Linked DNA regions of Mus musculus: regions 2, 3 and 4 are each linked to region 1. A link is a contact called in public Hi-C and promoter capture Hi-C data. All regions are on one chromosome and are shown on one strand. The core of a region is the stretch at or near the end of the contact, and the rest is flanking DNA. Distances in the headings are between cores, read along the strand shown.

What was found. A called contact is a pair of places that touch in the nucleus more often than the background predicts. Capture Hi-C pulls out chosen DNA fragments and counts their contacts.
Region 2: a contact with region 1 is called in a promoter capture Hi-C map of adipose tissue. The contact joins two enhancer-like sites. A contact is called at or near these places in 7 of 39 promoter capture datasets (the 3T3-L1 cell line, the HPC-7 cell line, embryonic stem cells and 4 more), 1 of 484 Hi-C or Micro-C datasets (nephron progenitors), 6 of 115 datasets of contacts at active chromatin or transcription factors (cardiomyocytes, differentiating embryonic stem cells, extraembryonic endoderm stem cells and 3 more) and 2 of 9 other capture datasets (adipose tissue and liver).
Region 3: a Hi-C map of cerebral cortex shows a contact between it and region 1, with 4 times the contacts expected there. The contact joins two enhancer-like sites. A contact is called at or near these places in 6 of 39 promoter capture datasets (3T3-L1-derived adipocytes, the HPC-7 cell line, HPC-7-derived erythroid cells and 3 more), 1 of 15 datasets of contacts at CTCF or cohesin (pro-B cells), 19 of 484 Hi-C or Micro-C datasets (the Ba/F3 cell line, the C10 cell line, CD4 T cells and 12 more) and 8 of 115 datasets of contacts at active chromatin or transcription factors (bone marrow-derived macrophages, cardiomyocytes, embryonic stem cells and 4 more).
Region 4: a Hi-C map of ECoMG-derived neutrophils shows a contact between it and region 1, with 2.6 times the contacts expected there. The contact joins the promoter of Tmem247 here to the enhancer-like site in region 1. A contact is called at or near these places in 2 of 39 promoter capture datasets (hippocampal neurons and liver), 5 of 484 Hi-C or Micro-C datasets (ECoMG-derived neutrophils, Th2 cells, bone marrow-derived macrophages and 2 more) and 1 of 9 other capture datasets (adipose tissue).

The regions. Positions count from the first base shown.
Region 1 is chr17:86,727,679-86,735,159 of GRCm38.p6, reverse strand. No RefSeq gene overlaps it. Among named protein-coding and RNA genes, the nearest start is that of Epas1, 22 kb to the left of the region's middle. Within about 2 kb of position 2,864, at least 230 of the 459 cell types and tissues checked have an H3K27ac peak or open chromatin away from gene starts, as enhancers often do. A contact at or near this core is called in the Ba/F3 cell line, ECoMG-derived neutrophils, the HPC-7 cell line and 8 more, where this site is marked.
Region 2 is chr17:86,504,076-86,511,556 of GRCm38.p6, reverse strand. All of the region lies in intron 10 of Prkce (protein kinase C, epsilon), which reads right to left. Among named protein-coding and RNA genes, the nearest start is that of Gm30284, 63 kb to the right of the region's middle. Within about 2 kb of position 4,061, at least 31 of the 459 cell types and tissues checked have an H3K27ac peak or open chromatin away from gene starts, as enhancers often do. A contact at or near this core is called in adipose tissue, where this site is marked.
Region 3 is chr17:86,532,862-86,540,342 of GRCm38.p6, reverse strand. All of the region lies in intron 10 of Prkce (protein kinase C, epsilon), which reads right to left. Among named protein-coding and RNA genes, the nearest start is that of Gm30284, 92 kb to the right of the region's middle. Within about 2 kb of position 4,317, at least 124 of the 459 cell types and tissues checked have an H3K27ac peak or open chromatin away from gene starts, as enhancers often do. A contact at or near this core is called in the Ba/F3 cell line, the HPC-7 cell line, bone marrow-derived macrophages and 4 more, where this site is marked.
Region 4 is chr17:86,912,916-86,920,396 of GRCm38.p6, reverse strand. Tmem247 (transmembrane protein 247) reads right to left here and starts at 3,049. Exons shown (of 3, transcript NM_030104.1): 1 at 2,816-3,049; 2 at 1,811-2,146. The coding sequence starts at 2,932.

The DNA of each region.
Region 1 (7,481 bases), core at 1,615-4,114:
TTCTGTAAACCCTACATCACTGGCACTGTATCTCTACCTCTACCTCACTGTCCCTCGTCACCCAAGTGACTTTACCTCCCAGCAGGAGTCCCCCCTCCACCCCCAGAGCTACTGCCCATCCCCTTCCCTCCCTCAGAGAGGGTGTCAGCAGAAGCCCTGGGAAGCCTTGTTAACCCAAGTGACAGCCGCATCCCTCCACCTGATAACTCATATCAAAGTTTTCTTCTCAGGATGGCAGTTCAGGAGGTGAGGTTTTCTTGACCTGGAAGAGTGAGTGGTTAAGGTTTTGTTTGGGAAAATGGTTTCTTTCTATTCTGTCTGTCCCCGAATCTGGAGTTGACAGGAATATCCAGAAGAAGGCAGAGAGATGACTCCGGAAATGGCTCCTGTACCAGCCATCCTTTCTCCATAACTGACATCCTCCTGTTAGGGTTTAATGGTGGTGATGAGCTTCCTTCCGGGCACCTTTACAATGTTGCCTTTCCTGAGAGCAAACACATGGATGCTCTGAGTTCTCAGGACGCACGTACAAGAAGCCTCATAGGAAGCAACGCCGAGGGTCCGGATTCTCCCCCTGGTAAACCTATTCTCCGCCTCCTATCATGCACTGGGGACTTCTGTATCAGTGTGATGCAGGGTGAGGTCAGGCCTCACTCGCTTTATAGATGAAAGACTGAGACAAATGCAACAACAAAGCCTAGAGCTGCTGGGGCTGTTAATGCTTTGAGGATGACTGGTTATTAAACCACCACTATAGTGGACAATCATGAGACACGTATGTGGGAGATGGTTGAACTTGAAGTCTCTGAGCAGGCCAAGGATTGCCAGGAACAGACAGCTACAGGAGAGTGGGAAAGCCTTTGGATAGGAAAAGCTCTCAGAACTGGTCCATTGCTGGGACAAGACTGGTGAAGGAGATCAGGGAGAAGTATATCCAGGGGAGTTAGAGTCAGTCTGCAGAGAACCTAAAATCCCAGACCCCGGTGTATGAACCTTGCCCTTTGGGCAAACCCTTGCAGGTTTCTGAGTAAAGGGGGTGACCTGGAAAAGAAGCTTCAGAAATTTCACGCTAAGCTGTGAGTCAGAGACCTTCCATTCCATCCATGGGACATGACAGGGACGTGGATCAGGACTTTGAGGACTGGAATCAGGAGACAAAGACAGAGTAAGGATCTTCAAACACCCCCACTCCACTGACCTTGGGCAGCCCAGCACATGTTTATAAGAACTTGGCCTCTGTTGCAGAGGCGCCACAGCCCCAGGAGTGCTTAGGTCCCTAGGGGAGGGAGAGGAAGCCCATCGATGGCTAGGGTTTCCAGGAGTTGTGTGGTCAGCCCAGACTGGCACCCAGAGCAGGGGTGGAGTCAGGGAGAGGGGTGGCTGCTCCTATTCTCTTAGACACAATGCCTCTTGAGCCAGCCATTTTTCTATAATGAAAATGAGACTTTTCCTCCTATACCAGCCTCTTGCCTACAGGAAATCTGTATCCTAGAAGTCCGCAGCTGTGAATACAGTCTATTAAATAGCTAGAAGCATGGTAGAGGTTGCCTTTTGAAGGGTTCTAAAGCCTTCTCTGCGACCAGAGAGGTCAAGTAAGGACTGTTGATCATTCTGCATTTCATTATTGAGACCTAGTCTGTACCAGCTGCTGGCTACTGAGGACTCTTGAGGGGAATACAGCCAGTCACGGCCAATGGGACCTGAGAATGCATCAACTTAGAACTGTACTATGGCCAGACACTGGCTGGTGGATTTCTGCACCAAGTGTCATAGATGCAGTAGATGGAGTTAGAGTGGGCAGGGGGGAAAGTAGATAGAGGCTCCACAGAGAATGTGATGTGGTACAAACTCTCAGAGGAAGAGACACATGGGAGAAACCTGGGTCTGAAGTCTGGACCTACTGAGCCCAGAGCCCTGGGTCCCGGAAGGGGACCACAACTGGAGAGATCAATTGGATTCAAGTGATGTGGATGTCAGTAGACATCCCAAAATGGATATGATTTATTTATTTATTATATGTAAATACACTGTAGCTGTCTTCAGACACACCAGAAGAGGGCATCCAATCTCATTACAGATGGTTATTAGCTACCATGCGGTTGCTGGGATTTGAACTCAGGATCTCAAGAAAAGCAGTCAGTGCTCTTAACCACTGAGCCATCTTACCAGCCCAGCCCAAGTGGATACAGTTTATCCTGGCAAATCATGGGCGCCACTGAAACACAGATATGGCTACTCCCCTATGACTGGGGTGGTGGGCACATTGCTAAGAGAAAAACCAACAGGAAGTTCACTTTTGCCAGCCAGACTTCCCAAGCTGGGCACAGTCCTTCCTCTTTTCTTCACCTATAATGCTCTTCCCAGGGAGCTGTCTGCTCCTCTCTCCTCTTATCCATCTCCAGGCACCACTTATTCCTACTGTGTGTATGCTGCACTTACTATGTCTGCTGGTCTTTGTCAGTCAGAGCAAGGATGTTTGTGGTCCTCACTCCCAGCTCTCTGCTCCTTGCTCTGTCCCCAACAGGCAGATGACACTCAGCAATTGTTTGTGGATAGCGTGAGTGAATGGATGACTGACTGACTGAATAAATGATTGATTGAATGAATGAATGAATGAATTTTTTTCCTCAACACAGAGCCCTAAGAAGATGCACAAGAAGCAAGAAATACCTTCTTCACTTGTGGGAATCAAGGCAGGAAGGAATGCCCCCACCTCTGCTCTAAGCCTTCAAGGTCTGTTTTTGGTCCCAGCGTGGTGGCACAGTCCCCTCCCCATGCCCAGCAGGGCACTTGGCATAGCCCAGGGCGACGTGCCACTCCTCGGCAAGCACTTCCTCCTTCAGTGGGCCCCGCCCTGCCAGGCTGCCTGCTCTGTGCCTCCCGGAAATGCCTCCCTGCGAGGCCGGCTGGCTAGGTCCTCCCAGAGCGACAATGGCTTGCAGGAAGGGCCAAGCAGAGGAGGAAGCCTGGGCGGGGCTTTCTAGGAAGCGACCTTTGCAGGCCTCCTCTCAGCTTGGGGTCACCAGGGCCTTTGGTTGCTTTGTGCCAGTCACTATGCTCCCTGCCAAACCCATTTCCACAGCCACAGGAGACCCTCTGAGTAGGGCCCATGACACTGAAACTATCCTGGTGTTCCTGTATTGATTCATAGCTTTAGATTTAATTTAGACTTAAGTGAAAAAGAGAAAGCCACAGCATTCTATTAGGATTGTTACGGGGCACTCTCACAAAGGCTGCTAATTCATCCGATTTTTTTTTTTAAATAAAATGATCGGAGGCAGTGTGAAATCTTGGCTGAAATTTTAGCTAGTAAAAGTAGGAGTGCTCTTTATTAATTTTTTCCCCCACTTTTCTGTAACCTTAAAAGTATTTCAAGCCCCAGGGTAAGTAGCACTCCCTTTTAATCCCAGCAGAGGCAGGAGGATATCTGTGAGTTCAAGGCCAGCCTGATCCAAAGAGAGTTCTAGGAGAACCAGGACTACATAGAGGAAACCATGTCTTGAAAAAAAACAAAAAAACAAAACAAACAAACAAAAAAACTAAATCCAAACCAAACAACAAAACAATGTACTTCCAATTAAACCTGAAGTAAAGGACTGGCAAGACGGCTCAGCTGTGAAGAACATAGATTGCCATTGTAGACGAGCTGAGTCTGGTTCCCAGCGCCCAATTTCCTGGAACTCTAGCTCCCAGGAATCAGATGTGTCTGGCCTCTGTAGATAGCAGCAGTTACACAGGCACATACTCACGATTTAAAAGTCTTTTAAAAAGTGAAAGAAGCACCAGGAATAGCCAGATTTGAATTTTCTTTTCCATGACGACCTCTTGGAGGTTTCCTGACTTAATGTCCTGGATTTGACCTTTGGCAGTGGTCTTCAATCATCCGGGAGAGCAAGGTGCCATGGTATCCTCTGGAGGACAAAGGAACTTGCTTGCTTTCTCCCCCAACCTTTTCTTAAAATTTAGGATCAAAGGCATGCACTACCACCTCTAGCAAGATTAGTTCTGTGCTCTTTTTGATTACATGTATGTGAGTGTGTGTACGTGGAGGAGCGTGTACGCAGGTGGGCACAGGCACCCACAGAGGGTCCTCTGGGCCTAGATTTGCAAGCTTGGGTGCTGGGAACTGAATTTGGCTCCTCTGCAAGAATAGTCTATGCTCTTCGCCCGTAAGCCCCTGAGTCATCACACCAGCCTCAAGAAGGAGCTTTCTAGACTCTCTGGAGTCTCCAGAGCTGTACAGCTGCTTTGCTACGCAAAGGGTCAGCACTGGTTACTCGGCTTCCTGTAGGGTTTATTTCCATCCTATCCTCTGGACCTGTGGTGTCGGCCCATGAAGGAGACAGTGAAGAACAAACCTGAAAGCCACCAAATGTGTGTTTTCCTGAGACCTGGAAGGAAGGAGAAGAGCAGAGGCTGAGAAGATGCTGGGACTCACTGGATCCTCTGGGTGAGGGAATGCTGGGTCTCACCGGATCCTCTGTGTTCATGAGAGTGTTTTATGAAGGCTCCACTAACTGAAGATTGCAGTAAGAGAGACTTGAGTAACCCCAAGATGACACTAGGATATGTTCACATCTCTGTCTGTTCACATCTCTGTCCGTTCACACGCTGAGAGGACCTTTCTCCAGAATAAATGCCTAGGCTCTTCCAATAAGACCCTTCTCTCTCATTGGACATTTACATCTGATGAGAATGAAGATCCTAAGCATATTTTGATGTCTTAAGACATCTGAAATAGGTATAGAGGGTGGAGCTCAGGTGGCAAAGTTTCTCTTAGCATCACACAGCCTCGACTGGTGCTCAGTGCAGCATGATAGAACATTGTGGTGCAAGCCCATAATCCTAGTATTTATTGAGCAGTGGTGGTGTGAAGAGCAGCTCAAGGCCATCTTTAATTGCACAGTGAGTCTGAGGCTACTTTGGAATATATGAAACCGTGGCTAGATAGAGAGATAGATAGAGCACTGAAATCATTATATATACTAGAGGAGAGTGAGAACCATATACATCATATATATGATATGCATGTGATATGACATGATACACACATGTGTGTGTATGTAAGAGAGTGGGGAGAGAGAGACAGAGAGAGACAGAAACAGAGACAGACGGAAATAAATCCTCTGGTACCTCTAAGAATTGAGAATTGGTTGGGATTGTTTTGCTTAAAGGACTGTTCTATAAAGATTGGTAAATGATCAAACTACTGTCTAGGGAAATGACTGCTTATGGCCATCTAAGCCATAAAATCACTCTCAACTACGTACTTCCTGCTCAACTGGGCCATAGAGTTTGTTGAAGATGGAGTGCCCTTCCAGACAATTTAGTCATAGGCTCAGAAATCTTAAGCTTCCTTTACAGGAATAGCTATCCATGAAAATTACCCTTGCTATCACCCGGGAGTTGGAAAGCTGAGAGCCTGGGATATGGTTCAGTGGTACATAGTGGTCTAGTCTGTCCACCATGCATGTGCACGACCCCAAGCTTGATCCGCATATTCCCACTACCAAAGGGTAGGGAGATATGCTAAAAATTCTTCACAGTTGGCTCAAGAAGCCAGGCCTGGTGGTGTAAGCTTCCAGGAAATTGAGGCAGGAGGATTGCTATGAGTTTGAGCCAAGCTTGTGTGCTATAGAGTAAGATCCAGGACATCCTGGGTTACAAAGTGAGCTCCTTTCTTAAAATGAATAAGAAATATCTATATCTATCTAATCTATATCTATCTATATATATCTATATATCTATACATCTATACATCTATATCTATACCTATACTATACCATCTATCTATCTATCTATCTATCTATATCTATATCTATATCTATCTATCTATATATCTATCTATCTATATCTATCTATCTATCTATCTATCTATCTATCTATCTATCTATCTATCTATCTATATATAAAGTTTAGCTTGACTCAAACTCCTTCAGACACATTCGTGACATTCAGCTGTCCCTCCATTATGCAGAGCTTTAGCGGGTGGCCAGAGAGGCATCTCTCTGTGGATGTGCTGCGGTTAGTCAATCACAAAAGAAGGATGTGTGTGCCTGAAGGGTCTCCAGAGCATCCTTCTAAGAAACCCTTTGTCCTTAGTAACTCACCCAGAGCTAAGCCAGGTCCTGGGGGATCCTGCACACCCCCTGCTCGGCCTGTGCACTGTGGGCACAGGAAGCACGCTTTTGCCACTTGCGGGTTTTCTTCTGGATCGCTGGCTGTCTCATTTTAACCCTGGGCAGTTACACTGGGCCATTCACAGTGGCAGGTCCACACTTTACAACTCCCAGCTCCAGAGCCTTACATGTTCGGGAAGCCTTGAGAAGAGAGAGAGAGAGAGAGAGAGAGAGAGAGAGAGAGAGAGAGAGAGAGAAACATCCCAGGGATGTAGAGACCTGGATGGCTACTCTGTGAAACCTGGCTTTGGATCCTAGAAACCCATCCTACCTACCATATAGCCTCTGGGTATAAGATAGTTCTTAAAATTGTTTCTCTAGTTTTTTCCTTGTCTATCAGGAATTGAATCAATAGACAGTCCATGGTTTCTCCTACCCACGTTTTGAAATACACAATCAACAAATGGAGTGAAAATCAGCTGTACTGTATGTAGACAGGGTACCTGGTGACAAAGGTATCCTGCTGGTGTCCTGGAGAGGAGCAGATGACCCTTCAGCTGGGGGAGGTCCTTCACTGAGCCTAGTCAGAGTGTAAGCTGCTTGACACATCCCTTTGACCCTGCTCTGTGTTCTAAACCATTAGATCCCCTCAGTTCACCTGGGTGAGAGAGGAAGAATGGGGAGCCGGCCGCCATGCAGGCAGGCACAGAAGACTTCCTCTTCATCCCACCAAAGGGAGGGAAGAGGACACCCTGCCTCTACAACTTATTTGGCAAATGGCATAGATTGAATTATGAAGTAGAGAACTGGGATTAGGCACTGGCTGAGAAGAGCCGGAAAGCAGCCAGTCCATTAACCCATCAAGGGTCTCTGACAGGCAGGGAGGAAGTTTTCAATTCAATTCCACGACACTCAGATCTCCTCGGTGCAAATGCCAAGACAATCTGGGAAAGAGAAGAACTGAGAGATCCCTGCTTGACTTTCTCCACTGCAGAAGCTCACACTGTGCTGCCCCGAATGGACGGAGGAATGCACAGAGCGCACACAGAGGGGAGGAAGCGGTAGTTCTACAAGGAGACAGCTGAAGGAGAGTATTATAATACGGCCCTGACAAGTGACATTGTGTGCAAGAAAACAAACCTAAAGTGACCACCTACTTTCATGTCGTCCTGTCAGCAGCAGGGCCCTGTGTTGGGTAGAACACATTTTCAAATCTAAGTCTATAAATGAGTCTGTAGTTATAGCAGTAATCCCCCAGAAGAAAACAACAGTCCATCCCAGGTCCCTGAATCAATTGTTCTGCTGTGTTCAGGGATTCTGAAGGATTTGAGTGACACTGGTACCCTCCGGTGTGCGCTTTCA
Region 2 (7,481 bases), core at 2,812-5,311, 220 kb after region 1:
CCCTTCTGAGTCCTAAGTAGGAATTCAGTTCCAGGTCAGCTGAAATGCCACCTTCCATGTGCAGGTGGCTCTGACCTTCAGATCTCTTGGATCTCCAACAGTTCTGCACCAGGTCTTCTCATATCCTGCTCTGCCTACTGCCCTGATAGAAATCCCAACCCCCACACTTCCCATCCCAACCGAGGAATGCTTCCCTAGGCCCAGCGGTCACTTGCTGGCCCATCATAAAGCCGACTCTCTTGGGGTAGGAGAAATGGCGCAGTCAGACAAGTACTTGCCAAGAAAGCTTCAGGTCCTGAGTTCAATCCCCGGAATCCATGCAAAACACTAGGTTTCGTGGCCTTTGTAATCTCAGTGCTGGGAAGCAAAGACCCTAGGGACTGATGACTGGACAACCCAATCCGTGAGTCCTGGGTCATAGTAAGAGACTGTCTCAGAAAACAAAGTAGATGGCTCCTGAAAAAATGACATCTGAGGTTGACCTCTATTCTCCACATACACACACAGCTAACTCCCTCCAATAAGACGGTGACTAGTTATCATACAATATTTCTCAAGGCCTGCTTAACACTGAAAGTTCTCCAGTGCCTCTGAGTCATTATCTCCAGGAGTGCAACGTCTACATTCCCATTGATCCCATCTTCTTGGAAAAGTTCCTCCTGAGAACCCATCCGTAGGGGCCAGCATGATTTCTATAGGAAGCAAAAGCTATGCTCGAGGGCTGTCAGAACAGAGTGTGGGGCTGTGCTGTAGGAAGCTCCCATCTTGGTCATCTTTCCACCACCACACCTAGTGAGGAAGATGGAGAAGATGGCGGTCTGACCCTGACTTTGTTCTCCAAGGAACCATGTTCTGATGTGTTGTCATTGCTGCTTATGAAAATGATGAGCCTAAGTTCAAATGGAATGTGTGGTTCGCTCTTCTCACCCCCACCCTTCCCATCCCAACCCTCCCCATCCCCCACATTTCCCATCCCAACCCTTCTCACCCCCTACTCTTCCACAAACAGCCAATCTTTGTAAATCCTCCCTGCAACTCTTGTCATTGCTCTCTGGTGGGCCACCAGGTCTCTGCTCCTACACTGTCCACACTGATCAAGGCTGAGATGGCTCTGTCTCTTCTAAGGTAGCCCCAGCCCTAGAAAGGAAGTCTCAACCTCTAATGTAGCACTGGTGACAGCTACTTCAAACGATCCTCCCTTGTCTCCAGTGCATGGTGGAACCTTTGGCACAGAGCTCCTTTCTCACAGCTCCCAAACACTGGCAGGCTGCACATGTGGATGTTTGGATGGGAAATATGAAATTTTATAATCTCTAAAAGCACACGCCTTGGAAGAGAAACTTTATCCATGACTAATTAGGGTCATTCTTAATGAGATTGTGAAGAGGATTAAAGTTTCCTTCTCAGCTTCCTGATCAAGGCTGTCTGGCATTACAGGCCCTTTCATAAATCACTGTACTCCAGCCAATCTGACTCCAAGCAGCAACACACCACCGTCGCCAGAGAAATGTTCAGTTTAGCCAATAAAAACACCCAAGTCATCCGACAGCATGCTGAGGTGACTGAGAGGCAAGAAAATGAATGGTGGTCCTTTAACAAAATGCATAGCTGGAGGCAAGCAGGGGGAAATACCTAGAAGGCTGGAGTGAAGAACCATCCTGGCAACAATTACGGATGAGAACTCCAGCAAAGTCATGGCCATTTTAAGAGAGGGACTCTGGTTTTCTCAGGAAGCACCAGGGAGCTGGAGAGTTCACTCCAGATGTGAAAGCTGCTCCTTTCTCCCCTTCCCAAAGTTAACAGTCTTAGGAAGAGGAGTGATCAGCATACTGCCCGTCTCACAGGAATCACGGAGATAAAGGGAGACAGTAACACGCAAAGGACTAGGGAATACTGGAAACTGCACGCGTGCTACCTGTGTGCTACATGCCAAGTTCTGTGTTAAAGGCAGCATGTGACAATGTCGCTGATATTTCTGCTTAAAAAGAGAACAAAAATCAAACCAAACAGAGACTTGGAAACTAAATGTCTACCCACGCTAAATTAGTCTACTCTTGAGGAGCTATGAAGAGATGTTAAAACAAACAAAACACCATGGTGGGATTCTCTCCCATGTCCATCCCAATTCATTTGGATGGATGATACCAGGACTCTTGAGGTGTTGAGAAAGGAGCCATCGCCGGGCATGGTGGCGCACGCCTTTAATCCCAGCACTCGGGAGGCAGAGGCAGGAGGATTTCTGAGTTCGAGGCCAACCTGGTCTACAAAGTGAGTTCCAGGACAGCCAGGGCTATACAGAGAAACCCTGTCTTGGAAGAAAAAAAACAAAAACAAAAACAAAAACAAAAACAAAAACAAAAGAGAGAGAGAGAGAGAGAGAGAGAGAGAGAGAGAGAAAGGAGCCATCCTTCAGCTAATTTTAATTCTGGAAAGGATTTCTGATCGGTGTGGCCCTCACTCACATCACTGGTGTAAGGTGTGTGCACTGGGGGGTTACAGTGGGTAAGCCTGGTCCCTATAGTTATGGTGGGTAACTAGAATCCCTATGCACACAGACAACTATGTGTATAGGGATGCTCAGAACTGAGTTGGGGGAAGATGATTATACACACAAACCTATTCTATTAGTGTTGTGGATTTAGATCAGTCTTACTGTGTAGCCCTAGCTGTCCTTGAACTCACTGTGTAGATGAGGTTGTCCTTGAGCTCACAGAGCTCTGCTTCCCTTGGTTTCCCAAATGCTAGGTAGGGTTAAAGGCCAGTTCATACACACAGATCTAAAAAGGCTAGGTGTGTGGCACATGCTAATGAGATGAAGGATATACAGACAGCAGAGAGTCAGGGTGGATAAAGGAGTCTGCGTGAGAGCCAAGATGGAAGAGTGCCTGACATCAGGAAAACTACATAGGCAGGGATGGTTCACTCATACCAACTGCAATAGGCATGGCTTTGTGGGCTGGAATGTCCAGGAAGCAAGGACTGAAACTTCAGCAAGCAGGTTAAGATCCAAGAGATACTGACATCTTACTTTCTAGGCTACGAGAGTTGTCCCAATGTGCGGAACTTGACAGCAAATGTAGGTAAGCTATTTTGATCGGTTTTGAAAATGTCTATGAATGACTGACTTCAACTAAAAATCTAAATGGCTACCTTCCCCCAGTCTGATGTTTCTGTTACTATCCAAAATAGTTACAGAGGAAAGCCCACTTAAAGGTACATTTTTATTTGCATGGTGTGTGCTACCTCATCACGTGGAGGGTGCCTGAAGTTAGCACACACTCTGGGCCATTCAGCGTATTCAGGAACTGTGCAAGGCAGAACCTCAGATAAGTTTCCACCAATCAGAAGAGGGGATGCAAAATGAAGACAATTTTCAGAAAGAAAGCCGTGCTGATCCTGTAGATGACAAAACCAACAGGGACCCCAGGGTAGCAAGGGGAAAAAATACCCGATGTGCGACAAAGCAAGGAGAAGCAGAATGATGCCAGAAGAGGGAAGAGCCACGCGGTTTAGATGGGGAAGTCATCCCTATTGGTTGGACATAAGGATAATTTGCCCTGAAACGGTCCCTGGCCATGCCTGGGGAGGTTAATTTCAGACCCCCAGGATAGCTGTTCCCCGTCTAGGGCATCACATTGGAGAGTGCAAGAGTTTTTCGGAAATACCAGCAGAGGGAGAAGGGGCAGGCCTGGGGAATTCCCACGGTGGGTAAGCAGTTGCAACACCCAAGTCATTCTGAAAATTGTATGTTCTACACCCCCACCCTACCGCCCAACGCCACTGCCCAGAGGGATTCTGGGATGACAGGAAATGCTTAAGCCCGGCTAGCAAGCCAGAAAACCCTCTAGAGACTCCTGCTGTCGTTTAAAGGGCACAGGCAGTCGACAAGCTGGCCAGCTGACAGACTGCTGAGAGAGAGAGAGAGAGAGAGAGAGAGAGAGAGAGAGAGAGAGAGAGAGAGAGAGAGAGCTGGATTTCCAGGCCGCCAGAAGCATCTCCAGCGATGGCCTAGCCATGTGCTGAGAGGTCTGTCATCCTGTGCATCTTCTCAGATGAGGAAGCCACCGCCGAGATCACGGTCTCTCCATGATGTAAGGCTCTCAGCAGGCAGTGGCACTGGACACTAGGTCACCTCCACCAGTTTTGCACATGAAAACATTGTTACAACTCCCTAAGTAGAAGTAGCTTAGCAGGGTTACAGGATCTTCTAGTCTTGCTTTGGGGGTGTCTTCCCCTCTTTGTGTCACAGGAAGGACATTTAGGATAGGTGCAGTTTGGGAGACATTTATTCAGACACATGGCTTGGTCAGTGTGTGTGGGGGGTTCATTAGCTGCAAAGCCTTCAGTCATAGGGGCTCCAGAAAATCCCCCTTAAACAGCATTTCCTCCACTTACTTTTTTTTTCAGTGCTGAAGTTTCCTTTTCCTGCCTCTGTACGGGATGATGTAGCTGTTTACTTTAAGGCTCAGGAGTTAGGCAGCATTGTAAGAAAAGCTTTCCCACACACAAAGAATAAGCGACTCTTTCCATGATGTTTTCGCAGTGAGTACACAGGAACAGGCTTGCCTCTGGGCAGTTTCAGCTCTGCCCCTGCCTGCTGTCTCGGGATCCATTCACCTTTACCTGGGCATCCTGGCACTGGGGGATGAAGGAGGCCACGGGAAGAGGAGGAAGCCCAAGGCACTTTGGTGGCTCCCTTGGCTATGGAGTTATGATGAAATACCCACCCCGACCTCAGTGTCCTTATCCGTGAAAGGAGGGGTGCAGGGGTGACTGGTAAGGAAGACACGAAATTATGTCCTAAAGCCAAGAGTGTAACATCTGACACAGTGCACGGATAACAGGTGGGAAGGGAGCAGAGGCCACCCAGCTCCAATCAGAGCTCTGTCCCTGGTTAGCATTACCGTGCCTCAGGACACCCGCCTCCTACAGCCACTGGAAGGATCTGTCAGTGGCTATAGTGAGCTTTGGGAAATGGCACACATGATAGAAACTGTAAAAACATCAGCTTCTTGAATCAATCTCTCTCTCTGTCTGTCTCTCTCTCTCTCTCTCTCTCACACACACACACACACACACACACACACACACACACGCACAGAACACTTCTTCCTTAGTGGCTGGTTCATGGTACAGGTGTATTTTAACACATCAGGTTTCAGTTACTCCATTGAACGCCTCTATCCTTCATACAATTTTTTATAATGGGAATTGACTTTCTTTGGAAAGGTGAACAGTTCAGTCCTAAATTTATCAGGTTTTTTTTTTTTAAGGTCAGATTTTATTTTCCAGTTTTCTGCCAAGTGGAGTGTGTAATCCCCAAAGTTGGGCAGCTAAGGCGGGAGGGTCATGAATTCAACTTCACTTAGGGCTAACTAGCAAGTTGGAGGTTAGCCTGGGCTATAGAACAGGTGTCTATTTAAAAATAACAAAAACTTCCCAAACAAAACAAAAAGAAAACAAACAAACAAACAAGCACCCTCCCCCTCCCCCCAAACAAGAACAACTTCACAAGTGCAAGCACCTGCCACTTGCAATGGTTTGGGAAGCTAACTGTTTCTGTCTACATTTACCGGGTCCCAACTTCCTGTGCTTACCTGGTCCCTGGAGCACACGCTTTATCTAGTTATCTAAGCTATTTTTTCCCTGATTAATGTGGCTTCCAAGATCACTAATAAACTTTCTCAAAAGAATAAAACTGGATAATTATGACTACAGAAGTGTTTCAACAATATCCTAGCACTTTATTTGGTGGTGATAGTATGTTTTTAGTAATAACACGGGTTAACCTAGAAAATGCCCATAAGCTAGAACTTGAAAAAAAAAAAAAAAAAAACAAGTTGGATTCAAGCTGTTGCCCAAAACCCAAAACAGAATTAGCCTGTGCTGTTCAAGTGGTGGCAGCTCAAGGGAGATCAAAGATGGCCTTCTCTGGCTTCTCTGATCCTCAGGCTCTTGCTACACTGTGCCTTCCACAGTCCTAGAGGACATGGGAGAACAGCCAGCCTATTGGGATAGAATCCAAGCCTGGAGCGAGGCGAGCAGGTCCAGTGCTAGCAGGCAGACCCAGGCAAGAAGCTTAGCTCCTTAGCATCTTGCACACAGACATTCCTCATTACGCGGCTTACACGTTGCTGATGAATCTCACGTGGATGCGGTCCTGGGCCAGCAGAGGCATTTCTTTTTACATCCACCCACACTAAGGACGGAGAAAATTCTTGTTGCCTGGGACCCATGCTGGTGTTCCCCTTGGAACATCATGGTGAAAACAGAATGTTCCAGTGGGGGTGGGGGCTGCAACTTCCTATTGGCTCTGCCAATGACATTCATCTTCATTCCAGGAAGAGGGCTCTACTTATCCTCTTGCTTTCCACGTTCAACACGGATTGCCCAAGATACCATCCCTAAACAGTCGTCCCAGAGATCCCTGGGTTACAATGTATCAGATTCTGGCTACCTCCCTATAAACAAGCCAGCTGACATTTCAGTTATATATTATCCTCTTGGGATTCTAGTCTCTCTGTTTGTTCATCTTTAGACTCCATCCTCCTCGGAGCAGTCAGACAACATGAAGTTTCTGGAAGCCAACTAAGTGAGTTTGAATTCAGGCTCTGTCACTTTTTGCTGTGTGGCCTCGCAGGACGATATTCCTACTCCTTGGGGGCAGTGTAAAGACTGGGTTAGCAGTATTTAAACTGCTTGAGGTTGACCCTGGCATTTTGGAGTACTCTATGAGATGTTGGCTATACTCTAGCATTACTGAGCCAGGGCTGGCCCTGAAGAGGAAGAGGAACACTAGCCCGCCTAGAAGATGCCTCTCTCCAACGTTCTGAACTAGCACTAGTAGCCATCTAGGACAAAATGCCCAAGAACATCAACTAAAAGGCCACGTTTGTTTGGGTTCATGGCTTAAGCCCACGCTCACACGGCTCCATGGCTTCTGGACCTGTGGTTTGCAACATCATGCCAAGCGCCAATGGTGAGTGGAAGCAGGAAGTACGGAGTACGGGGGAGGGCTGGGGTAAGATACGCCTCACAAGGACTCTCTCCCTTCTTTGAAGTCCCACCTCTGGGGGTTTCTGTTGTCTACCAAAGGTCTATCAAAATGAGTCTGGAGCCCTCAAGAGCTGGTCATCTTCCCATCTCTGAACTTACTCTATGGAGGACAAACTCTTTAATACAGGAGTTTCTGGGGAAACAGTCCAGAGCCAAACAACGATATTATCTATTTCTGTATTGATGAAATGGTCCCAAAATGTGACCTTCCTTGGAGACAAGACAGAGGCAGGAGGATCTCTTTGAGTTCAAGGGCAGCCTGATCTACAGAGCAGTTCCAGGATAGCCAGGTCTATACAGAGAAATCCTGTCTCAACACCTCCCCTCTACCCCCCCCCCCCAAAAAAAAAGGTATTGTAGACAGGCCTAGGCTGAGGTAGGAAATTTTACTGAATTGAGCTTTGGAAAAGAAACAGGAAGCAGAA
Region 3 (7,481 bases), core at 3,068-5,567, 200 kb after region 1:
GAATGCATCCACAGAACCGGAGTCAGCCAACAGCAGTTGTCCTTTGTCATGTATCTCTGTTTGGATGAGATAAAACAGTGCCAACTTGGTCAAAATACCAAAAGCACGGACTGAAACAAATATCCGCAAGCACTTCCCTCTAACCCTGAGACAGACCTCGCCGCAGAACTAACTATTCCACCCCATCAATGAAGCCTGCGATGCGGTTCCCACGGACTTCTAACCAGAGGTCAGCCAGTGACAACAGTTGCCTGCCGCTTACCAGCACAGACAGAAACTTCTGCCGTGCTGTGGTCATCTGGAAGGGAAATTTATGAGAGGCAGAGACAGATGGGTCCGTAAACTGCACCCCGCACAGCGGCGATAACTTATTTTCACAATTCATTTGAACACAATGTAACGGGTAATATGAGGTGGCCGGATGAGCGTAAGTCTGGAGTTCTGAGCTGAAGCTGATGGCCTCCTGGCCTCTTTCCCTGGTAACTGCAAAATCCAAATGCCAAAAGGCTTTGACCAGTTCTATCCTTCCTTATCTATTTGAGGAGCAAGGGAGGGAGGGGAAGAAGGTGAATCTCACATATGTGGCTCCCAGCCCCTAGGGCCTGGAGGTGACTGCAGCTAAGCAGGCATCCCCATGGGTGTGTTGGGGAAACAGATCCAGCGAGACAAAGAGAAGGAAGTCACAAAGGTTTCCGCTTCCCCAATGTTACAGGTTTTATCTCATCATTCAGCAGCCTGGAAGTCTCTCCCCTCTTATGTACCCCCTTCTATGTCAGGGCCTGCCACCTTATTCTCTCCCAGAGAAGGACCGAGGTCCACTTGAAGGCTGGATCTCCATCTCCTCGCCCTTTAGAACGCTACACAATAGCAGAACCTGGAGGAACACTGGACTTTTGCAGATGGGCAGACAAGAAGGAAGGCATACTCTTAAAAGGAAGGGCAGTCCTAAAAGGCACACTCAGGGCTACCAGCTCCAACTGCATTAGGCAAGAGCAAGCAAGCTTTTCAGAAGACGGTATGGCCAGCTAAAGAGCCATTCAGTATGCTCCTGGGATCAGGAATGGAACTTACAATGTCTATGATTACTTATGGACTGGAAATACAATACAGCTATTTTATGGCAACTTTCCTGTTGGAAATAGTTTAATTTCTCTTATCTTTCTTGCTTGCCTTCACCAATGTTTCTGATGCTTCAAGGGCTGGAGAGATGGCTCAGGGATTAAGAGCACTTGTTGCTCTTCTAGAGGGCCTCAGTTTAGTTCCCAACATCAATATCTACACCTGCATCTGCATCTACATCTACATCTTCATCCGCATCTACATCTACATCCGCATCCACATCTACATCTATGAGAGGAAACTCCCTGCTGCCCTGTCTTTAACCCAGCTCCAGGAAATCTGATGCTCTCTTCTGGCCTCCAAAGGCCACACACACACACACACACACACAGAGAGAGAGAGAGAGAGAGAGAGAGGGGGGGGAGGGGGGAGGAGGAGGGGGAGGGGGAGGGGGAGGGGGAGGGGGAGGGGGAGAGGGAGAGGGAGAGGGAGAGGGAGAGGGAGAGGGAGAGGGAGAGGGAGAGGGAGAGGGAGAGGGAGAGGGAGAGGGAGAGAAACTGGAAACTCCAGGAGGCCAGAGGCATTATCTTGTCTTTGTGTGCTCATTAATAAAAGGGGGAGAGAAAGTGGGGTGGCACAGACCTTTAATTCCAGCATCTCCGAGCTAGAGACCGAGATGAGTTCCTGGCCAGCCAGGCTACATAGTGAGTGAGACTCTTGTCTCAAAAACACTCCACAAGACAAGATCTTGACCTTGAAGATAAAGACCCAACAGAAGTATCTAATTCTGGAGTGGGCAAAGCAAAGGGATTCTGCTGACATCTGAAAAGCCGTTTCTCGGAAGTGTAGTTACAGTTTCAGCACGCATGCCCTGAAGTGCGTGGTCCCCGCACGCAGATGGCCTTCCCGCCTTCTGATGGACAGAATTAGGTAAAGCTTTCACTAGCTGGGCGATGCTCACCCTCCAACCCAGGAGCCTAAGAGGACAGGAGAGGTGACTGCGTGCTGTTCGGGGAGTCTCAGAAAGTGGTCGCCTAAGTGACACCTACTTCCCCCCTTGTTGGGAAATAAGGAATTTCAAAAGAATGTGAGAAAACAAGACAGACTAAACTATTGTTTTGGACTAAGGTTCTCAGTGGACTTTCAGAGATAACCACTTCCATATGACCAAAGCATACTAGATAGACAGCATTCTTTTAAGGTGCAGGGTTCAAACAGCCATCTCTCCCATTTTTCTTTCTTAATAGACACCTTTAAAAATTAGGGGGGGGGGGGAGTGTGTGGCAGTGTGGATAGAATCCAGGCTTGGCCACACCACCCGAGCCTCTCCGGTGGCCCCACAGACAGAGCTCACTGGTTATTGCTTAATTCTGTATCGTTCAGGACTATATCACCACTACTGATTGCCATTTAAAAAAAAAACCTATTGAATAGGAACAATTTGAAGAATCGCTATCATAAAACATCAAGTCCCAGCTCTGAAATCGGGCAGAATTTAGATAAAAAATTTGGAAAGGTCAAGAATGTCTAAGGGTCACATAGATTCAAGCATGATCTTGCAAGTTTGGAAAGTAGGTCACCGTCCCCCTCCTTCATATTCTGGTTGCAAATGACGTGTACCGCTGAAGGTCTCAGTAGCAACAGCAATGGCTCCGCCCAGCCCTTATCCCCCATACTCATGGGTAATGGCAATGTCCACAGCCTGGGCCATGACAGAGACACGTGCGAGGATGAAGGAGAGCATTGTGTCACACTAAGGATCCCACAGAAAGAACCTGGCTTGGTGGATCACAAGAGCAACAGAGCCAGAAGAGGCACTAAAGGGACGGCTGGTGCTTAGCAGCCCTTGTAGCTACTGCAGGGGGCTTGGGATCATATCCCAGAACCCACAAGGTGACTCACAAGCATCTGTAACCACTCCATTTCCAGGGAATCCCACACCCTATTCTGACCTCTGCAGGGACCATACATACATGTAGAGCACAGTCATACATGCAGGCAAAACACTCATACACACAACATAAATAAACAAATCTTTTAAAAAGGTACATGAAGTGGGGGGAGAGGGCGCGTCAGGGTGCTTGTGGGGTGACACGTTGTTTACATTTATGATATGAACAGTAAATAAATAAAAGATAGTCTACTAAAACTGTAAATAGAGTGCTGCCTTCTAAAATACTTTCTGTTATCAGTATTAGGCCAGCGCAACATTTTCTAGTTCCCACTGTATGAACTGTCACCAAAACCAGACCATAGGTATCCTAAAAAAATGTTTCCCTAATTCTTCTATCTAATCTAGAAAAGCGATAGCATTCAGTCAGGCTCTGCATCGGGTGTGGGCTGCCGTAACCAGAGCCCCTGGGGCTGGGTTTAAACCCTTTGTTTGCTAGAACTGCCCCTCCGTCATCACCAAATACCTCTTATTAAAGAAAGTATCAGCAGAAGGAAATCTGATTAACTGGTGACTACCAAAGAGTACGGAGTACGGAGGAATGCATCGCTGCGATATAGGCAGCTTCAGTTATCAAAGGAATGAGGCTGAGTCTCTCAGGGAAGTTAATGATTTCCATAGACACTAAAATGTCATTAGCCAGTGGAGAATCTGAGGACCCACGCCTGGGACAGGTATTCACAGAGGAAGGGAAATTCTGTGAAGTCATTACAAATGTATCTCCCGCCCTCTCCCCGGGTTCCTATCGTGAGTTTGATAGGAAAGCGCTGCTCCCGTTCCTACCGAACAGGAATCACCCAGAAGAAAACAGTGAGACCTCAATCGGACCAAACACTTGACAAATTCTTTCTTGTCAGTTTTCAAGATGGTCAGAGTAGCACGGTAGCTGGGCTCTCTATCCTGGGAGCGCGGTTTACTTCTATTTAAAATAAAAACAAACAAACTCGGCCTGTTTCATAGAGCTCCAAACAGCTCTGTCCCCACCGGGTGGGGTTTAGAGCGCAGCTGCAGACACTGTAGTCTGCTTATGAGCTCAGAAATTATTTCAGCGTCTTCGTTTCAAACAGACAAAAGTAGGACCAGACAGGGCAAGCTTCTACGGCTCTGCTTTTTGAGAGCTAGTCCTACTCTTATTTTTCTTCCTGTCTAACTTTAGAATTTTGTATATGAAAGGAAATATTTGCCAATACTGGAAACCAGAAGCTTCAGAGTGTATCCTTCTAGAACGGCACCCGTTTGGTCACCTCGCTCAGTTAAACTATTTTAGGTCTCCAGTCTCCTCTTCCTGCCTGGATGAGTCACAAAGACCCACTTGCCTTGCTAACTACTCTCGCCACCTAGTGGCTGAAATGGTTAACTGCAAGATACTTGGTAAGGTCTGTAGGGAGAAAATTGTTCGCTTTTCTCCATTGGGCATTTTTTTGTTTTGTTTTGTTTTTTGTTTTGTTTGTTTGTTTGTTTTGCTTTTTCGAGACAGGGTTTATCTATGTAGCCTTGGCTGTCCTGGAACTCACTTTGTAGACCAGCCTGGCCTTGAACTCAGAAATCTGCCTGCCTGTACCTCCCAAGTGCTGGGATTAAAGGCGTGAGCCACCACTGCCCGGCCCCTTTAGCCATTCTTAATGTGAATGCTAAGAATCTATCTAGTAAGATGGAGAAACTGCTTGAATATCTATGCATTTTGTTTAAGTGCATAACATGTACATTAATCCTTCAATTTAGTGAAAAGGATACAGGAAATGAAAGGACCTATGGTCAGGAGTGGGAGGGGAAATGCAATCTGCCAGTAAGGAGAGCATTGCTGTGGGTCTCAGAGAACCCCAGGCAGCATCCTTTCCGGCTTTCCCGTTTACTGCTTAGTCCTCAGTTTGTGTCCTGTTTCTAATTCCCAAGCACAGCTTTAGCAATCTAGCGGGACGCTCATGACACACGGCCCGTGGCTTGCAGGAAGAGACTGACTGGATGGAGCAAGCCCATCCATGTGCCAGGAAGACCCACAGGGAGACCACAGCACACTCCCTGGCTCTCAGCCCTGCCTTCCATCTTGTCTTCAGCAGGAGCCTTCGTCTAGCTGGCTCGACTCACGTCCCCAGCCCTCAACAGCACTGTACTCCTAGCAAGGAGTATTTAACTGAAGAGTGAATGGGGGCAAGGTGCCAACAGGACACTCAGGACTGCCAGCCCTGTGCTGAGGTGACCAGGTGGCAGCCCCGATTAGGTGCCAAGGAGGCACTGAAATTTTCTCTAGCATGCATTTTTTTCTTTGTCATTCTGGGTATCAGACCCCGGTGTTCAGGCATGCTGGACAGGTGCTGTCCCATTGAGCTACCCCCCCCCCCCATCCTCAGAGCTAAGCCCAGGCCCCTGTCCACACTAAGCACAGGCTCCAGTACTGAGCTCCACTCCAGCCCGTCTACAGGAACCATTTTAAGGAAGGACTCAGTTTCCATAAACTGACTGAAAGGGCCTCTCTGGGACACTGGGCTAACCACAACATTGGCCAGGGAGGAATCAGAGACAATAAAACAAACTAATTTTTCAAAAACAAAAAACAAAAAAACCAAACAAACAACAACAAAACAAACAAACAAACAAAAAAACAGAATGAAGAGCAAACCATTACAGAAACAAACAAGCAGACCTTCTGTCTGACTGTAAGACTGACAGGTTCATCCGTGAATCCTTGGGTCCCGGGGATGAACACCAGGTAGACACCAGTGAGAGGGTAGAGGGACCCTGGTGAGCCCAAGGTCTTCTGGCTCTGAATCCTCTGCCACAGTGGCCTTCAGGGACCTGGGAGGCAAAGCCATCTTTGTGTGCCTAGCATGAGAGGGCACCACTGATCATAGTGGCTTTCCTGTCTCCCTCCAAAAGTCTCTCAGTCACAGTGACTGTGTGGTCACCTGGGCCATGGTGACTCTGAGACCCACTTCAAGCCTCATCTACAGTGGGTGTCATGACGTATTTGTGAGCAGCAATGATATTCCAGTATAGCAGGCTCCTGGGCTGTTCACACAAAGCTCATGAAGAGGCCAGCCTGTGTGACTTCACACATCATGACTGGAGCAGGAGGGCCTACACTGGTTATCCATTTTGTTAACTTCAGTTCTAAGGGGACTGGAAATACATTTCTGTAATAAACCACTATGTCCTTCAGAGAAAATATATGTTGGACCAAATGGCCCTTCTCTCAACTTCCAATAGTGAATAATTCTGAGCCCAAGAAATGTTCTCATATTCATTAATAAAATATAGAATATGCTGGTGGTTGGGGTGGTGGCACATGCATTTAATCCCAGCACTCAGGAGGCAGAGCAGGGAAATCTCTTGTCAGTTTGAAGCCAGTCTGGTCTACAAAGCAAGTTCCAGACCACTAAGGGTTATATAGTGAAACTCTGTCTCAAAACAAAAGCAAACAAAGAAATGAACGGAACACAGAGTGACTACCATTCAGTTTATTCACTCCGAATGTTTGCTCCCTTTAGATGGTAAGGTTGCAAATGTCCAACCCTGAGCGGAAAGCGATAAGGAGACCTCGTATATTAACCAGACGCACCGTCACCGGCATTCTGAACATTCAACAACTCTTGCTTGTTTGCTTCAAAAATAATTCAGATGCTGCCTTAAGCAGGCAGGTACGAGAGGCAGGCCGGTGGCCCAGGCCAGACACAAGTGCTTGAGAATGCCACAAGGGACAGGCGTAAGGGCAAACAGTCAAGGGCGAACTGCCTCTCGGATTGGCTTATCTCTGCAAAGACCCCATGAGTGAGGGCTGGCCTCCTCCAATCCCGGGGACCTTAAAGATGTATTCTTTTCAACCAGGCAGTGGGACGCTCTGTGCTGTATTGGCTAAGCCATGTTGCTGTTTAAACAAGGTACACGGAGAGGCTCATCCCTGAGTGACGTAAGAGGCTCCTGCTGAGGCAGAAGATTCTTCTGGCCAAAAGGAAACCAAGTGCAGATACATGGAGAGCACACTTTTATTTGAGCTTATCGTTTTAAGTGGTTGCAGGGTTATTCGGTGTGACCTAACCCACGGAGTTAGGGACATCTAGAAGGACAGACGGATTCCATTGCTATAGCGAGCAGTCTTTCTGAACATCTTTACTAGATGTTTTCATCTGTAACCATCCCTCCCCCTCCCCCTGCCCCCTAATGCCTCTTGTCTCCAAGTTGGATTTCTGGGAATTAAAATCCCCACTGCCTGGCAGCTTTGGCCGAACTCTGGTTTGAGCAAACAATGACCTGGATTGGCAACTCCTTCCACCCTTGCCCAGCGAGTGCCAGGGTCGAGAGCTGGATGGGTTGTGAGGCCACCGGGTGCATTGTGTAATCGGCCATGGCCACTACATCCTAGACACTTGTGTCCTCCCAGGAGAGAAGAAGCAGAAGCTACCCCGCCCCCCGCCAGCTTTGTCTACAGCTCTGTGATTGATTCCCTAAGGCTTCCTCTAGATCAGTGAGCCAAGCA
Region 4 (7,481 bases), core at 1,800-4,299, 190 kb before region 1:
AAGTATCAGGAATGTATGAGTATTCTAGAGAAAGGCAAATGTTTTCTAGATATTAGAAGAAGGAGAATATATTTCAGATGTTCTAATTCAGTAAGCTTGGCTTGGCTCAGTGATTTTTTTTTATGTATAGTAAGCAGGTATCTGTGCTTTTTTTTACAAAAAATTTTTTTCTTATGAAAGAATAATTAGTAAGCCATCATGTGTTCACGGAGGACAAGTCCTGTCAGACCAACCTATCTTCTCTTTGAAGAATTGACCAATCAATAAGACAAATGATTCAGGTAGTGCAGTTCCTTATTCTTGGAAGCCTCCCGACACAGGGCTCAGGACAGGTTTCTTGGGCATGCTGCAGAACTGTGAGCAGGAGAGAATGTATCGGTGCGGCACTGATGGGTGGAGCCGCTGATAACCTGCAGTGAGATCTGCAATGGGATTTAACTTTAGGTCACACCCTTCTCAACAGTTACAGCCGTAGCTGAGATCATGACAACCTTCTCAGAATCCAGGCTGACTCAGAGCTGGGAAGTGGGGCTGATGCATCATATCCCAAGGAGACCGAGAAGTGATGAATGGAAGTCGTTGCACTCGGGTCAAGCAGTGAACTGCGTGAGTTCATAAAAATGGTAATAGCTAGCGATTACTGAGCGCTTATCTCATGTGCTGGTCCACTGAAGAGCAGCGTCCACGCACTCCCTCTCTCATCCTTTACAGTGACCCATGAGACAGGTTCTACTTTAGTGATGAGCAGACCAAAGCTCGAGGGGGAGTAGCAATGTGTTCAAGGTTAAGTGGTTTAAAAACAAAATCTTAGCGCCTGAGTTTTTTTACCCAGAACCTATGACTTCAGAGACCAGGAGGCACTTCTTTTAAGTGGTGACATCTTTCATCACAGGGTGTTTAGAATAGTCTGGCCACAGTGTTAAGTACCCCAGGTGGCATTCCATCCAATTTTTCTTTTAAAACAAGGTCTCACATAGCCCAGTCTTGCCTCAAACTTACCATGTCACCTTGAACTGATTATTCTGCCTCTACTTATGTTTAGTTGATGCTGGAGACCAAACCCAGGGCTTCATGCATACTACTCAAGTACTCTGCAGACTGAGCTAGACCCCATCCCTCAGATGAGCACTCTTGTCTCCATGTAGCATGGTAGGGGCTGAGCATCTATTTCTTGTAAAGAGAATGTTGCTTTGGTTGGTTCTAATAAGTAAGGTCATGTGTCCAACAGAGAAAACGGATAAAAAAAGGATAGGTTTCTGTTATCATTCAATAGTCAGGCGACAGGAACGACTGGCACATCTTAGAAATAAAAGTACTGGAAAGGGGAGGGAGAGATGGCTCCAAGGTTACGAGGGTTGGCTGATCTTCCAGAGGTCAGTTCAGTTCCCAGCAACCACATGATGGCTCACAACCACCTACAATCTGGTGCCCTCTCCTGGCATGCAAGTGTACATGCAGGCAGAACACAGATTTATATATAATAAATCTTAAAATAACTTTTTAAAAACAGTGGCGGAAAGCCTGTCATAGTATGAGTATTGGACACGAAGAGACCATCAAAAGGGATTCTGGGTAGAGGATGTGGTTTCAGGATATCTTCTACTCTCAACTCTCTTTAGAGGCTTGAATCTAACATAGCAGGGAAGCTAATCACAGGGGCAGTGGTCTCAGGCCATCCTGCAAACCGATCCAGGCACCAGTGGGTAGAGGCAGCTACATGATGCTCACCACCTCTCAGCCAGACCTGGGACCAGCAGACAAGATGCATAGCCAAGCCAGTACAGCCACAGCCCAGAGCCCACTCTGCTACCTGGTGAGGCAAAGCCTGCTGCTGCTGCTGCTGCTGTTGCAGCTGCTCCATCACTTCCTCATGCTGCCTCTGCCGCTCGTTCTCCTGGTGCAGGTACTTGAGGAGCGTCAGTTCAAACTCCATGCGCACCTTCTCCAGCTCCATCGCGTTGCGGTGTTCTGTCTCCAGGGGCAGGGGCAGCTCTACGGACTCCAGTCCAGGTCCATCGCCAGCCTGACCCTTGGCGTTTGGGCCGGACTTTGGAGGCAATGACCTAGGGGGCCCCGGACAATCTCTGTCCTCACAGATCCCGTTCTCTTCCAGGGTAGGCAGTTCTAGTTTGGGGACTTCTGCATCCTGGGATGGAGAAGAAGTGGGGTGATAATGGGGGAGTCAGTGTGGGGCTCCCTACAACCACACCCTCTGCTCCGAGCTTCAGGAGCCTGGGGTGTGTTGCAAAGACTACCTAGACGGGGTGTTTGCTAGAAGTGTATATAACAGGGGAAGGTGAACTCCCATGAAGGGCGAGTGCCCAAAAGTTGTGAGGCATTGGTGGATCAGGAAGGTGTCTGCTCAGGTCTACTCTTTATCACCCTGGAGGTCATTTTCCCATCCCCCACCCTTCACCTAACTGTCAGACAACAGATCTTTCAGGAGCTCCAGAGTGAGGAAGAAGCCCAGGTGTTGAAAGAACCAAGCAACACATATATATGTATATGTTTGTTTGTGTGTGTGTGTGTGTGTGTGTGTGTGTGTGTGTGTGTGTGTGTGTGTGTGTCCTGTCCACAGAGGGAAGTAAGGGCCTCAAATGAGAGACAGAGACAAAGTTTCACTCAACCTTACAATCCTGTAAAGTTTTTCTGGTTCCCGGTGTCAGCTGGGAACCAGTTATAGGGATATAGGGGACACTGTTCTTCTTGTCAACTGAATCTTCTAGCACATGTGAGCAGACTCTAAGGCTTAGAGCCCCTTACCCCTGACCCCCAGTGGGATGGATGGGGCAAATCAAGAGAGGGGTCCTCTTACCAAAGAGGCCTTTGGCTTGCCTTCAGGCATGCTGTCAACAGGGGCCACCTTGGAGAGTGTGGGGCAGCTTTCTCCTGCCCCTCGGGCTTCCATCACCTCCCTGTCCTCCATCGCCATCCAGATAACCACCGTGCTGCGGACCAGGGCCACAGGACATCTTTTAAGACAATACCATTTGGCTTCACCAGGTTCTGACCACCATCACAATCCCTATCCTCATAATGGCCACATTCCAGTTGCCAGGGCACTTTTGGGAGAGGCTGTGACACCTTTGAGGAGTCTTGGTGAGGACAGAAGGTGGAGGGGCAGCAACATAGTTCAGCGGTGTGGACACCTGCGGCAAGTCTGAGAACCCGAATTTAATCCCCGAGGCTTACACGGTAGAAAAAGAGAACTGATTGCCCACACGCACGCTGTGGTGTGTGTGTGTACAGCACACACCTCCAAATAAATATATGTAATAAAAAAATTACCCCCAGTGAAGGCTGGGCTCTTACCCACAGGGCTTCGTGAATACCAGAGCGCCTCCTAATGGTGCCGGAATCCAACTGTGGAAACCCATTCTCCTGGGCTCTCCTTTAAATAGAGTGAGTTTATGTTGGGGTGAGTTTGTTTCCTCTCCCGACCTTAAAGTCTTACCCCAATGCCTCAGAATGTAGCTGTATTTGAAGGTGGGATCTTGATGGAAATGACCGCCTTGAAATGATGTCACGACAACAGTCTGAATCCAATGTGACGAGTGTCTTTAGCAGAGGGCAGCAATGAGCCAGAGGGAAGACGGTGCCGACACAGCGCGACAAACCTTGGGCTGGTTCCCCTGGGGAAACAGAGTGACAGGTGACAGGAAAGAAACGTGGGAATCAGCTCGAGAGGTTATAGAGGTGAAAAAGCCCACAGTCTCATTCTCCGTTCTATCTTGGTTTACTGAAGATCTCGGTGGACGAGGCCCACTCACACTGGGTGGGAGTCTGCTTTTCTTACTCCGTTTCCTGCAAGGTTAATGTCTTCTAAAAACACCTTCAGAAATAGACCTATAAATTACGGCCATTCAGCCGACGAAGCACCCTAGGGTTGGCCCAAGTCATGTTGAGCGCACAGCGAATGACTACAGGCTGGATCAGAGCCTCTGTCTCCGCGTTGTAAAAGACTGCTGCTGCTTTCATCCTAATGCCTAGCCTTCCGAACACCGACTGTCAGCATCAGCTGGTTGAGCCACCCGATCCAAGAAATCCTCTCCCTGGGGAAGGAGTATGACCTGACCTGCAAATCCCAGGAAGAGTGTGTAGTGGAGGAGAGGATGCCGGGAGACCGGAAGTAGACTTTGTCTTCTTTGGGTTTATAAAAACACACTTAACAAAACCCTTTCAATAGATGGAGTCAGGGTCACAGTGTGGAAGGAGAGCATGCTACATTTGAGTCCGGACTCGGTTGTTATTATCAGCTGTGTGACCAAGAGAATTGTTCTATGAATCTGATGTTTCGTGCCTTCACTTATGGATGGGAAAAGTGAGAAAGACAACTCACTACAGTGCAGTACTAACAAAGGAAATGATGTATTCCATACAGGACTAAGGAATGATTGCCACCACAATTAGTGTAATAATGGTGGTGGTGGTGATGGTGATGATGGTGGTGGTGGTGATGATGATGATGAAGATGATGGTGCTGGGACTTTGCTATGGCGTGAAATAGAATTCAAATCTACCCTTTTGGAGCTGGAGAGGTTGCCCTGTTAAGACTGCTCTCACAGTTTGCTGCTTATGCAGAGGACCTGAACTTAGTTCCCAGCACTCTTGCCGGGCAGCCCATACCTTCCTGAAACTCCAGTTCCAGAGGATCTGCTGCCCTCTTCTGGCCTGCGTGGACACCAACAAACCTGCAGACACATGGTGCATAAGTTAAAATCTGTAAACAACTTCCTTTCTGTGTATGTGTACGTGTAAAGTATGATGTGTGTGTTTACATGCATGTGTGTGGGTGTCTTTCTACATCACTCTGCACCTGATCTATGGAGGCAAGGTCCCTTACTGAGCCAGGAGTTGGTTGGTTTGGATAGTCGGCTACCCAGATTGCCACAGGGACCCCCTGTTTCTGCACCCAGGCTATGACTCTCGGGGAGGTGGCGGGGGGTGGTGGGGAATGCCCGCTGGATAACCATCCATTTCCATCCCTGCATGTCTGTTCTTGCTCAAGAAGGTGGCCATCCGTGGAGTTGCATTAGTTAACCACTAATTCATTAATGACGCTGAGAGCGTCATTTCTTCTCTCTGGATGCATCTGTCACCGCCCGTGTTTTATGAATTGCCCCAAAGTTGGAGAAGTGAGTCCCATACGCTGGGGAATTTTTTTTTTTTTTGAGAGTCATAGCACTATGGGAATCACCTCTTCCTCTTCCATTGAGCTCAGAAGAAGGAGGGGGGCCCTCTTAGTAAAGCCACACGTGAAAAGAATCAACATCACGCAGGGACCCTTGGTCACTTGTGATTTGCCTCATTTCAAGGGTGGTGGCTGGGTGGCCTTAGAGAGGTGCCCAGCCCTGTTCCTGTTTCATCTGTGGTGTGAGACCCGAAGGGTGGGCATGAGGAGCATGGCAGCCTTAGCTGCCAAGCAGTGGGAGCTACAGGCAGGCCAGTGGCTCTTCGAAGGGGTCGGGCAAGCAGCATGCTGAAGGCATAGGACACAGCAGAAAGCGTGTGTCAATTGCAGGATTGGCCCAGAATTTGATGTTTTAGGACAGAACTCTTGAGCTTTCAAGAACATCCAATTCCCAGGATGCCCTTGAGGCAATGCAAAGCAGGTACGATCACTACTGCCTACCGTGCGGGGAAGCTGGGCGGATAGCACAGCGCGGCTATTTGGCCCTGGGTTGGAATTCATGGGGGGGGGGGTTCATTTTGCAGCCCTGGTTTTCAATATAAGACCATAAAGGTGGTCTTTGGAGGCAATAACTCCAAGACATGAGATGTTTTCTGCGTCATAAAAAGGAAAAGCTTGGTGCATCATAAAGGATTTTTATAACCTTATTTGTAATAGCAAGAATCAGACAGAGCTGATTAAATAGCCCTTGTTGCATCCGTACCAATGCTGCTAAGCAGAGGCCGGAGCAGCAGACTGCCCGCCATTGCAGCAGTTTGGAGGTTGTAACAGAACCACTGAGAGCTAAGGACCATCTTGGCCTATGTAATAAGATACTGTCTCAGGCATAACAAAGCAAAGCAGTGCTCTAAAGAGTGGCATGTGAGAAAAGAAGGAAGCTGTGTTTAAACAAATTGCTTGTACTCAAAGGAGGATAAATCAGAAAAGCCAAAGCAGCTACCTATGTGTACTGAAATATGAAAATCCATTGAGTTTATCACACATGTCTAGAACATGTCTGGAAAAACCCCCAGAGCAACTGTTTCATGATGGCTGTGGGGTGAAAGAGCTGAAGGACCAGACTTGGGGATGGTAGGAGGTCTTATTTTCTTGCTAGCTGTGCCATTTGTGTTCTGACTTTTGAAAAATGTGCATGTATTATATTTTAATTAAAATTTCAAGGTGTGCTCAGAGGAGAGAGATCTGCTCGGTGCAGGTGAGGAGGTGACGATGCGAGACCTGAAGGACAGGTCATCTTAGAAGCACATTGTCCTTTGGGACCTGCACACCATTCAAGGTCATCTAGTCTGTTCTTCCGTCAGAGATGACATCTCCTTGTTGAAGCAGACACACACACACACACACGGTTACCTCAGCTATGGACTCAGTGACTTTGAGGTACCTTGCTCTGCCATGCTGGAGCAGTTTAGAGGGTTAGAATGGTAACCATACCGATAGCTTGCAGTTAGTGGGCAGTAAACTATATGCTGGAGATTTCTCATGGTGATTTGCACTTAGGTCTCTCAGCAGCCTATGAGTTGGGCACTACCATTATCTCTAGAGGTAGAAACTGTGTTAGGAAGGGACCCAGTGACTTGGCCACAGCTACACAGCTATGAAGAAGCCGAGACTTCAGCACGAATGTCCCTGTGTCAAATCTCTTCCGACTTGAAACCCTTGGAACGGTTTCTGTTTTCTTAAGCCAACCCTGCTAATACAAGGATATTCAAGAGAGGAAGTGACTAAAGATGCTCTAAGGATTTGTGGAGGAAGACACACATGGAGGTGGAGGCGAGGAGCTGTCTGAGGCACCCTGGAAGCCTGTGTGTGAGGGCTGTGAGCACAAGAATCAGGAGACAGAACCCACGCAGTGATTCCAACAGCAAAGGGAGGAATTCTAATACAAAGAAGCATTAGTAACAGGCTTGAGGAATAGGAGAAATGAATAGGGCCAGGGCTGGAGAGATGACTCAGGGATTAAGAGCACTTCCTGTTCTTGCAGAGGACCTGGGTTTGGTTCTTATCACTCACAAGGCTCAAAACCACTGCAACTCCAGCTCCAGAGGTACGCATACATACATGCAGATAGTCTAGTACACATACATACATGCAGATAGGCTAGTATACATACATACATGCAGATAGTCTAGTATACATGCATACATGCAGACATTCAGTACACATACATATATGCAGACACTCAGTACACATACATACATGCAGATAGTTTAGTATACATACATACATGCAGATAGTCTAGTATACATACATACATGCATGCAGACACTCAGTACACATACATACATGCAGA